3 separate regions of the Oryctolagus cuniculus genome follow, and regions 2 and 3 are each linked to region 1. Evidence: chromatin contacts called from public Hi-C and Micro-C data. All regions are on one chromosome and are shown on one strand. The core of a region is the stretch at or near the end of the contact, and the rest is flanking DNA. Distances in the headings are between cores, read along the strand shown. Region 1 holds the start of ATXN1 (ataxin 1). Region 2 overlaps ATXN1 (ataxin 1). Region 3 has its middle 140 kb from the start of STMND1.

Region 1 (3,525 bases), core at 854-3,353:
TGCGATGTGACTGCGAGATGGCCCAAGCAGCCCTCCCTCGCACAGTCGCGTCCCCGGGGCGCGCACGGCGGGACGCGCAGGGAGAGCGCCACGCCAAGGCATTTGTTCTTCTTCCGTGGGAGGAAGAGGGTCTCCTCCCGCTGCTGTCTCCTGCGGCTCGCACCGGGAAGCTACGAGTCTCTTCGGGGACAGAACCAGTTCGGAGGAGTCCCTACTGCACAACATACGGTAAACAAAATAAAAATAGCCAGCCGCTCTCCTTAGCCACACGGCGCATTATATAACCAGCTTCCGATGGCTTTTTTTTTCTTTTGCCCCTACTACTCTTCAGCAATTTCTCAACCTCCCGAAGTATTTATATTGCCCTCCTTGTAGGATTATGCACCAAGAAAGCAAAACAGGCACGGGATCGAAGCGGACCTCCTCGTCCTTAGAAGCTTTTTTTTTTTTTTTTTTTTGCTTTTTCTGGCAGCCTCTCCAGAACCATCCGACTTCCACCCCCCAACTAAGCTCCTTGCTCAATCTCCCTAGAAAACCTGAATTGTTTCAGCGCCCCCAGCCAAGCCCCCCTACGTGGTCTGAAATAAAATGAAAGCGCAAGCCGCGGAGTTTCCGCAGGCGGCCCGAGGGCGCGGGGCCGAGGACGCGGCAGGCGGCCCCGGGGGCGGCGGAGCCCCCTCCCGGCGCGCACTCGTACCCGCACCCCCATCCGCACCCGCACCCTCTTGCTCGTACCGCGCCGCGCGCCCACGCCGCCTCACCTCTCGCTCCGCCTGGCCGGCCGCGGCCCTGCCCCCTGCGGGACCGGCCTGCGCGCAGCACTGGAACCACGTAGGAGGCGGCGGCGGCGGCCGCGGGAGTGGCAGAGTGTCCGGCCCGGCCCCGAGCGAGCGAGCGAGCGGCGGGGCTCCGAGGCGCATCCCAAGCCCCGCAGCGCCTCCTCCTCCGCCGCCGCCGCCGCCTCTTCCCCTCCTCCTGGCTTCCCATTCACCCTCCCGGCAGCCGCGCAGCCCTTCACTCCCGGCGCAGGGCAGCGCCCGCCGCCGCTCCTCTGCTCCTGCCGCGGGCGCTGGCGGGGACGCGGGCCCGGGCTGGGGCGCTCGCGGGCTCCCGGCTCCGGGCGGCGGCGGCTGCACATGATCAGGAAGCGGCCGCACCAACAGGGCGGCGGTGGCGGCGGTAGCCAGGGCCGCCACCGCCACTCCAGCCCCGCTCCGGGCACCCTCACGCCTTGCGCCGCGCGCAAAGTCCGGCCCGGCGCCGGGAGCAGCCCTCTCCCAGCCCGCAGCTGCACGCCCCGGAAGGCCGGCTTCGGCGGGCAGACCCCCACCCGGGAGCGCCGGGGCCAGGCGACCACCGGCGGGGAAGCCTAGCCCTCCCGAGCCCCGCTCGCGCTCACCGCCCCCCTCTGGGGAGGAGGATCGCGAAGGAAGCGGCGGGGGGCAGGAGGACAGCGCGACCCCCAGCCGCCGCCGCCTCCCCGCTGCGCCACCCGGAGGGAGGAGGACATGGTTCTCCGCACTAGCGGCCGGACCGGCAACCGCCGGAGCGGGGCGCCGCCGCCGCTCTCGCCACCCGCGCCCCCCGCCCGGGCGCGCCCCCTCGCCCGGCGGGCGCCCACCCGGGGCCCTGGCAGTTCCCCCTGCGGGCCGCGTCGGCGCTCGGAGCTGGGGTCCTGGCCGAGAGGCTGGAGCTGGGGACGGTTGTATACACACACACACACATACACACACACACACACACATACACACACACACAACACGACGCGTCGGTTTCCCTCGCTCCTCTTCCAGCTGTTTTCCGTGCAGCCAATTGGGGTTTGGGGTTTGTTTGCTGGTTGTTGCTTTTGCCCCTCTCGGGGGAGCGGAGAGAGGGGCGGGGGGATTTTAATCTAAATAAGGGGCGAAGGGGATGGGGGAGGGGGGAGAAAGAACCAGAGGAGGAAAAAAAAATAGCCACTTACTGTAAAGTGTAAATGGATCTGGGGTTGCGTGGGGAGGGGGGACAGAGGGAGAGAAACAGTGTCTCGCGGCCGCTGTGGCTCTGGCTGCTGCTCCACGGGGCTTGTTTTGGATCCCCCTGCAGTGAACAGGTCCTGTACGGCTCCGCCACTGTAGTAGAAATGATGTCTGCGGTATACTCTGCTCTCTCCTCCTCCTCCTCCCCCTCCCGCTCGCCCTCCCTCCTCCCTCCGCCCGCCCTCCCTCGCGCTCGCTCGCGCTCGCTCGCTCGCTCGCTCGCTCCAGTATGTAAATGTGTAATAGAAGCCAAATATGGAGCAGTTGGCGGCCGCCGCCGCAGCTCCAGGATCCGACTTCATGGGGGGGGGAGGGGGCACCCCCTGGCAGGCGGCCCGGCGAGCCGCGCAGAGCACGGCGAGCGCACGGCGGCGGCGGCGGCCCGCGCCCTTAACCCTTCGGTGCGCGTCGCCGCCCGGGGACGCAGCCCCCGGGGAGCCCCGCGCCGGGCGGGCCCCCGAGGAGCGGGAGGGAAGAAGCGGGCCTCGGTGGGGGTAGGGCGGAGCGGAGTGGTGGTGGAACCGCTCCTTCCAGGTTCGGGAAAGGGGCGGGGAGTTGGGACGATGAGGTCATTGGAGCGGTGACCGGGCCGGGGGAGGGGGGTCCTTGAGCGCCTTCCCAGGTCCCGCCACCCAGTCGGAGGGTTGCAACTCGGGCAGCCTGGGGGTTTCTCCCAGCGAGTGTCGGGGGCTGTGAAGGACCCAGGGCGGGGCGGAGAGGTCGGCCGTTTCCCATCCGGACGTGCCCTTGCTCCCCGGCGCCGCGAGGAGCGGACCCGCAGGCTTGGTGTGCGCCTCCTCCACTGTACGCTAACCGGCAAGCACGGCTCGCTCCGGCGCCCCGGAACCCAAACCCTGGGTCCGCGGGGCTGGCTCCAGCGCGCAACTCTGGAAAGTTGAGAGGCTGAGTCCCGTTGCGCGAGGCAGCCTCACCGTTGCGGCCCCTGAAAGCTGGCGACCCCCGGGAGCCGCCCTCCTCTCTCTCCCTCCCTCTGTCTCTGCAGGTCGGGCGATCAGCTCCGGGCACCGAACTCCTCGGTGGCGCTAGGCTTTGACACACGACCTCCGCGCGCGCACGCGCCTGCGTGCGTCCCTCCCGCAGCTAATTCGGGATCATTAATTTCATCGGAAATGAGGTAACCAGCGGAGGAGGCAGAGAAAGCGAGAGGAGCACCCAACGGCGGTTCTTGCGAACCCGCGCCCAAGTACTTCCTCGGGACTTAGTCGGCAAGTGCGGTCCCCAGCCCCGCACCAGCCCGCGCCCAGCCAGGCCCGGCCGGCGCGCGCGCGCAAGGGGCGCACCTTGGCCCGCAGGTGCGGCGCCTGGAGGAAGGGAGCTGGCGGCTGCCGACGGTTCTGGAAGACCAGGAGGTGTTGGGACCGCTCTCGCCCTCCTGCAGGTGCTCAGCACGGAGCGTCTGGAAACACGATCCCTGTGTATCTTGCCTGCGAGCTGCGTTTGCGAGACCTTTTGGCTGAGTTTGCCCATGACCTAACAATTTAGTCAC
Region 2 (3,437 bases), core at 224-2,723, 140 kb before region 1:
AGCAGAGAGGAGGCTTCTTCCTTCACCAAGTCACATGGATTCTACAACCGAGACTGCACCACTTCTGAAATTTTTATAAGCAATTCTGAATCTCAGTGTACAAATGCTATAACAGCATATTATGTGGGTGAGAATGTAAAAAAAACCCGTGAAAGTCTAAAGTTACTGCTCACATTGCAACCTTGACACACCGACTTTGCAAAAACAAGGGCTTAAATTTAACAGAATATGCCACGATTCAGAAAATGCTACTACCATATGCCCGAGGGGACTGAGTCACGCTTGCCATTTCACTTCAGCGCCTGAATTTTTTGACTTCTGTATGTTTAAATTCTCGTCACACGGCAGCTCCAACCTCTGTTCCTGCCACTGATCACAGAACGCCTCTCTTATCATCTGACATAATCTCCACCATGAAATACTTGTTTTTGAACAGCCAGAGGTTCAGAGGACACTTTTAAAAATGTTAAACAATACAAACTGTCAATGGTGACTGGAAATGGAAAAACAGCCAAGCCTCTTTGATGCCATCTTTATGCCTAGTACAACCTTCCCACTCCCACTCCCACATCGATCAAGCGAGCAGCATCTCTTTCCTTCTTTCAAAGTTCACCTCAGTTCACTTCTCCCTGAGTCTATAATGAAAGCAGCTGGGACTGCAGCAGAAGTGAACAGAGTACTACCTTCCTAGGGACAGGGAAGGGTGTTAACTTATGTCCAGAGGTCCGAAGGGAACCGACTGAGCAGAGGACACTGACCATTTATCTGTGCGATACCCTGCCTCAGTTTTTTTCCCTATCTTTAACCATCTTCCTGATGCAGGGATAACTGGCTATTCTGCAGGGACTAGGGACCGAGGGATGCAAACCTACTTCTTACAAGGCAGGGAGTGAGACAGACTGCATGTTCCTGCTCAGGAGCTTTCAATTGCTTTGGACAACCAAGGTGCTGATCATGCACACAGAGTAGATGATAGCAGGCAATTTACCAACCGAAATATCTTGATCCAGCAACCATGTACTGAAGACCTACTAAATTCCAGGCCCGATGACACCAGACACTAGGGACAAAAATATGAGCATGATACGGTCCCAGTAAGAGGCAGATGGGGCTCTGCAGAGTTAACCATGCTATCAGGCAGTCATCACAGCACTACTGGATGGTAAAAATAGCAGCTCCCCCCTCTCCACAAAAACGCAGAGTGCACATAAGTGATCCAGTTACTGAGTGAGCATTCTGGCAATGAAAGAACACGTTTGCAATAAGCACAGGGATATCTTCTGATCCTGTCCTTGTCAGAGCTCTCCTCAACTGAGCACCCCCCACACACACATGCTCTCATCCCACAGAGAGGCACACGACCAGCTGACACGAACGCACCAAGGAGGAGCGGAATAAAAAATGCAGGACTCGGTGATGATGGCACCTGTGCCTCCCCATTCAGAACTGTCCGCCCAGATCCCTGCTTTACTGACTACCGCTGTTGACTGCTCCTCCAGCGAGGCTGGGACTGAGTCTCTGGCTGGGCTGGCCGAGGCTTCCCTGTGGCTGGCACAAGGCCTAGCACGTAGTAAGTGATTAAAAACATTTGTGGCATGAGAACTGTGAATTAGCTGGCTGCATACGATAGCAAAATCCACATCTGAAAAGCCTACTGAAATGGCCATTTACAAATTAGGTAACCAATGGAACGCGGCATCAATCCATTGGTGAATCAAATCAACTTCCAGGTACTGGTAGGGGTTGAACTGGGTCCCTACCTCACCTGTAAAATTCCTAAGTGAAAACCCCAACTCGCCGTGACTGTACAGCTGTCCCTTTGCATCCACAGGGGAGTGACTACAGGACTCACAGGCCCCTTGTATGAAATGGGATAGTATTTAAATCAACCTACACACATCCTCCTTGCGTTTTCCCTCACCTCTAGGTTACTCATAATACCTAACACAACCTCAGTGCTGGGTAAACAGTTGTTATTCTATATTGTTTAGGAGATAATGACAAGAAGAAAGTGTATATATGTCAAGTACAGGTGTAATTTATTTTCCAAATTAAAAAATTCCTTAAAAGATGTATTTCATTGAAAGTCAGAGTTACACAGAAAGAGGGAGAGACAGGAGAGAGAGAGAGAGAGAAAGAGAGAGAGAGAGAAAGAGAGAGAGAAAGAGAGATCTTCCATCTGCTGGTTCATTCCCCAAATGGTCACAACAGCCTAGAGCTTGGCCAGGCCGAAGCCAGGAGCCAGGAGCTTCTTCCAGGTCTCTCATATGGTTGGCAAGGCCCAAGCACTTGGGCCATCTCCCGCTGCTTTTCACAGGCCACCTAACAGGGAACTGGATCGAAAGTGGAGCAGCCAGTCTTGAACTGGTATGCATATTGGATGCCAGCATTGCAGGTGGCAGCTTTTACCTACTATGCCATAAAACCAACCCCCACCAAAAATAAATAAATAAATAAATAACTTATCTGAAAGGCAGAGAGACTGGCAGACAGTCAGAAATCTCCCATGCACTAACTCACTTCCAAATTGCCTAAAACAGCTGGGGCTTGGCCAGGCCAAAGCTAGGAACTGGAAACTCAATCTGGATTTCCCACATGGTCAGCAAGAACCATCACCTTGAGCCATCACCTTCAGCCCCCCAAGCTGTTCATTAGCAGGAAGCTGTATAAGGAGTGGAGTCAGGACTGCAACCCCAAGCAGCATCTTAACCACTGCACTAAATGCCCAGCCCCCAAGGGTTTTTGATCTGTGGATGACCAGGGGACCCAGAGGCTGAATGTGCTTGGAGTTAAGGCCTTTCAACTAGTAACTGATGAAAAATGAGGTCATATGGGTGAGATCTTAATCCAATTGTCCCATATGCAGAGGAGATTAGGATGTGGGCATTGAGAGAAGCCCAGTGAGAACACAGAGGGAAGAGAGCCATCTGCAAGCCAGTGAGAGGAGCCTCAGAAGAGCCCTGCTGATACCTTGATCTTGGACTTGTCAACTCCAGAATACTAAGAAATAGTTGCTACCTATGCCACTCAGTCTGTGATTCTTGGGAAGGACAATCCTAGCAAACCAATCCAGATACTTGGCCGTTGCTGAGGACTGAGTTCTGGCCCTGTAAATGATCATTTTAGGAAGCCACCACTTGAGAACGGTTAAGCCACCACTTGGCATGACTGTATACCACATCAGAGTGCCTGGGATCAAGTCTCTCCTCCTCCTCTGATCCAGGTTCCTGCTCAGGTGCCTGTGAGGCAGCAGATGATGGCCCAAGTACCTGGATTGCTGCCACCCACTCGGGAGACCTGGATGAAGTCTCTGGCTCTTAGCATTGGCTTTGCCGAGCTCCAGCTACTATGGGCATTAGGGGAATGAACCAGAGGATAGATCTCCTCTCTCTCTCTTTGTCTGACTCCCTCCTAACCCTCTTCACTGTGTCACTGTG
Region 3 (3,481 bases), core at 712-3,211, 220 kb after region 1:
ATTAACTTCCTCTTTCTGAGTGATGAAGTTCCTTAGAGGCAGGGAACATTTATTTCTTGTTTGCCTCCCATAATTTCTGTCTAGTGACACACTGAGATTGGAAAGTAGGAAAGCACTTTGACTGGTTTGTTTCAGTATTAACTAACTAAATGCATTCTTTTTTTGAAAAAAAATCAAATAAATAAATTTCAAATAAATAAATAGAGTTACAGAGAGAGGGGGCGCGCACACACACACATACACACACAGATATCTTCCATTTTCTGGTTCATTCACTACATGGCTGCAACAGCCAGGGCTGAGCCAGGCCAAAGCTAGGAGCCTGGAATTCCATCTGATCTCCCATGTGGGTGGCACAGGCCCAAGTACTTGGGCCATCTTCCGCTGCTTTCCCAGGCACATTAGCAGGGAACTGAGTCAAATGGAATGGCTGGGACTCAACTCGGCACTTATGAGATGCTGGCATTGCAGGCGGTGGCTTAACCTGTAGCACCACAATGCCGGCACCTAAAAATGTTCTTGATGGGTAAAAATTTGAAAGAAAGGATAAAAAAAATACCCAGAGACATCTGCCCTTCTGCAGCACTCCCTCTTCAGAGTGTCATGGACCCTGGAGCTGCACATCTGAGCAAGGATGAGAAATCCATTCTGATGGAAATCTCTTGTGGGATTTCCTGTTAATGTACTCTCATACTCTGCATTCCAGGCAAAGACATGGCTACATAATATGTCCAGAACACACACTGTCTAGAATAATCTCCATCAGGTGCCTGACTCTAGAGATCGATTTGCTGATAACTCCAAGATTTACGTCTACAGATTGGGCCTCTTTCCTGTCCTCCCAATTTGTGCAATACACTTTTGACATATCCATTGGAATGTCCAGTCTTCACATGAACCGTATTAAACTCTGTGGCCCAGCTCTTCTTTTCCTGGGCTAGTCTTCTGCTTCTCAGTATAAACATCACCACTATCTACTTATGTCAAAAACCTGAAAATAGGCCGGCGCCGTGGCTCACTAGGCTAATCCTCCGCCTTGCGGCGCCGGCACACCGGGTTCTAGTCCCGGTCGGGGCACCGGATTCTGTCCCGGTTGCCCCTCTTCCAGGCCAGCTCTCTGCTGTGGCCAGGGAGTGCAGTGGAGGATGGCCCAAGTCCTTGGGCCCTGCACCCCATGGGAGACCAGGATAAGTACCTGGCTCCTGCCATCGGATCGGCGCGGTGCGCCAGCCGCAGCGCGCCGGCCACGGCGGCCATTGGAGGGTGAACCAATGGCAAAAGGAAGACCTTTCTCTCTGTCTCTCTCTCTCACTGTCCACTCCTGCCAGTCAAAATAATAATAATAATAATAATAATAAAAACCTGAAAATAATGTTAACTTTTCCCTTTCCTTCACTGTAAGACCAACGGTAACCCTGGGTTTTGACTTACAAATCCAACAAAAATCTGTCCACCTCGCTCTCTCTCCTCATTGTTTCTGCTTTTGTTCAAGCCAAAACTATCTCCTATTTCTGGGGGTAATTTCACTGCTTTCACTCTTTCTGCCACACCTTAAAACGTTCCTTGGATCGTGTCTCTACTCTGCTTAGATCTGGCCAATAATCTCTCATCAGAATACAAACTACACCCTTCACTCCTGTGGATAAGCCCTGTGTGATGTGAACACTGCCTACCACCTCTGCAAACTCATTCCGTACCACCCTCCCCTCACTGTGGGTTGAATGCTTTCCTCCCTTCCAAATGCATGTGTTGGAAGCTTAATCTTCAACACCACAGTGTTGGGAGCTAGGGCCTAACGGGAGTTGTTTGGGTTATGAAGGCTCCGCCCTCATGGGTGGATTCACAACACAAAAGGGCTTTGAGAAGTGGCTTCCTTCTGTTCTGCTGGAGGTTGCAGTGTCGGAAGTGGAGGCCACACTCCCACTGCTGGCGCCCTGCTCTGGGACTTGTCCAACTCCAGAAGTGTCATTAGCACGCTCCTGTTCTTTATAAAGCACCCAGCCCCAGGTCTTCTGTTAGAGTAGCACAAACCAGATTTAGACACCCCTCATCCTTCTCTGTCCCCAGGCTTTCTCTACTCCCTGAATTGCCCAGGTTCATGCTCACCTCTGGGTCTCTGCAGTTGGCTGTCCTTTTCTCTCTTTTCATGCCTAACTTTTGGCATCTTTCAGCTCTTGACTGACATGGCAACTTCCAGATAGGTTTTGCTTGATCACCCCATGTGAAGCAAACCCCACCCTCTGCGTGTTTGGCTATCATACCACCTTGTTAATTTCCTGGGTAGCATTCATCACTATCTAAACTAGCTCGCCTATTGCTCTGTTTGCTCCCTGTTTGCCTGTGCCAACCCGCTGGGGTGTAACCCTCCTTAGGGCAGGGTTGTCTGTTGGTCTCACGGTTGCATTTCAGCACCTGAATTGGTGCTTGACACACAGCAGGCTGTGTGGAGCCACTTAGTGAATGAATGAATAGTTGAATATGTTCTTTGTCCATGTTGCAGCCTGTTGTGTAAAAGGTAGGAGGACAAGATGGAATAAACACTTTTTAAAGATTTATTTATTTGAAAGAGTTGCACAGAGAGAGGAGAGGTAGAGAGAGAGAGAGGTCTTCCATCCAATGGTTCACTCCCCAAATGACTGCAATGGCCGAAGGTGTGCCAATCTGAAGCCAGGAGCCAGGAGCTTCTTCCAGTTCTTCCACACTGGTGCAGGAGCCCCAGGCCTTGGGCCAACTTCTACTGCTTTCCCAGGCCACAGCAGAGAGCTGGACTGGAAGTGGAGCAACCAGGACTTGAACGAGCATCCATATGGGATGCCGGCACTCCAGGGGGTGGTCTTACCTACTATGCCACAGAGTTGGCCCCATGGAATAAATATTTTAAAGACAATTATCAATTGGACTCTGTAGGGAAGGAGAGTTTCATTGAACTGAGAGTGAGACTGTCATTGGTTAGGTGTGAAATTGACACTATTTCTGGAATAGTTCTTCAATACTAGTCTTCATTTCAGATAAAACCAGTCCTGGAAGATGGGGCTTTACTCTATATTTTATGCAAGAATATGTAATAACTGCATACTAATAGTAGAAGTTATAAATAGCTTATGGTTACATGTGTTTACTATGTGCCAAGCATTTTATATATATTAACTCCTCATAGTAACTCTGTGAGGCAGGTGTTATTAGTCCCATTTCCCAGATGAGTGAACTGAGCCACTGCAAGTTTGAGACATGGTTAGTAAATGTCAGAGCTCTCATTCTCACTTAAGGAGCCTAGCTCCAGAGGTGCTACCAAGAAATGCACCCTTCTGTGGCATAGCCAGTAAAGATATGGCCTGTAATGCTGGCGTCCCATGTGAGTGCCAGTTCAAGACTAAGCTGCAGCCGGCGCCGCGGCTCACTAGGCTAATCCTCCGCCTTGCGGTGCCGGCACACGGGGTTCTAGTCCCAGTCAGGGCGCCAGATTCTGTCCCGGTTGCCCCTC

The links. A called contact is a pair of places that touch in the nucleus more often than the background predicts.
Region 2: a Hi-C map of psoas muscle shows a contact between it and region 1, with 2.6 times the contacts expected there. The contact joins the enhancer-like site here to the promoter of ATXN1 in region 1. A contact is called at or near these places in 2 of 6 Hi-C or Micro-C datasets (psoas muscle and an unstated tissue).
Region 3: a contact with region 1 is called in a Micro-C map of ear pinna, with 7 times the contacts expected there. The contact joins the enhancer-like site here to the promoter of ATXN1 in region 1. A contact is called at or near these places in 5 of 6 Hi-C or Micro-C datasets (ear pinna, embryonic fibroblasts, psoas muscle and 2 more).

Annotation. Positions count from the first base shown.
Region 1 is chr5:144,048,293-144,051,817 of mOryCun1.1, forward strand. It overlaps ATXN1 (ataxin 1), which reads right to left and starts at 2,104. Exons shown (of 7, transcript XM_051832601.2): 1 at 1,964-2,104. It overlaps LOC138849695, which reads left to right. Exons shown (of 2, transcript XR_011388744.1): 1 at 1-228; 2 at 3,022-3,525.
Region 2 is chr5:143,904,323-143,907,759 of mOryCun1.1, forward strand. All of the region lies in intron 2 of ATXN1 (ataxin 1), which reads right to left. Among named protein-coding and RNA genes, the nearest start is that of ATXN1, 140 kb to the right of the region's middle. Within about 2 kb of position 1,474, at least 1 of the 8 cell types and tissues checked has an H3K27ac peak or open chromatin away from gene starts, as enhancers often do.
Region 3 is chr5:144,268,965-144,272,445 of mOryCun1.1, forward strand. No RefSeq gene overlaps it. Among named protein-coding and RNA genes, the nearest start is that of STMND1, 140 kb to the right of the region's middle. Within about 2 kb of position 1,962, at least 1 of the 8 cell types and tissues checked has an H3K27ac peak or open chromatin away from gene starts, as enhancers often do. A contact at or near this core is called in ear pinna, where this site is marked.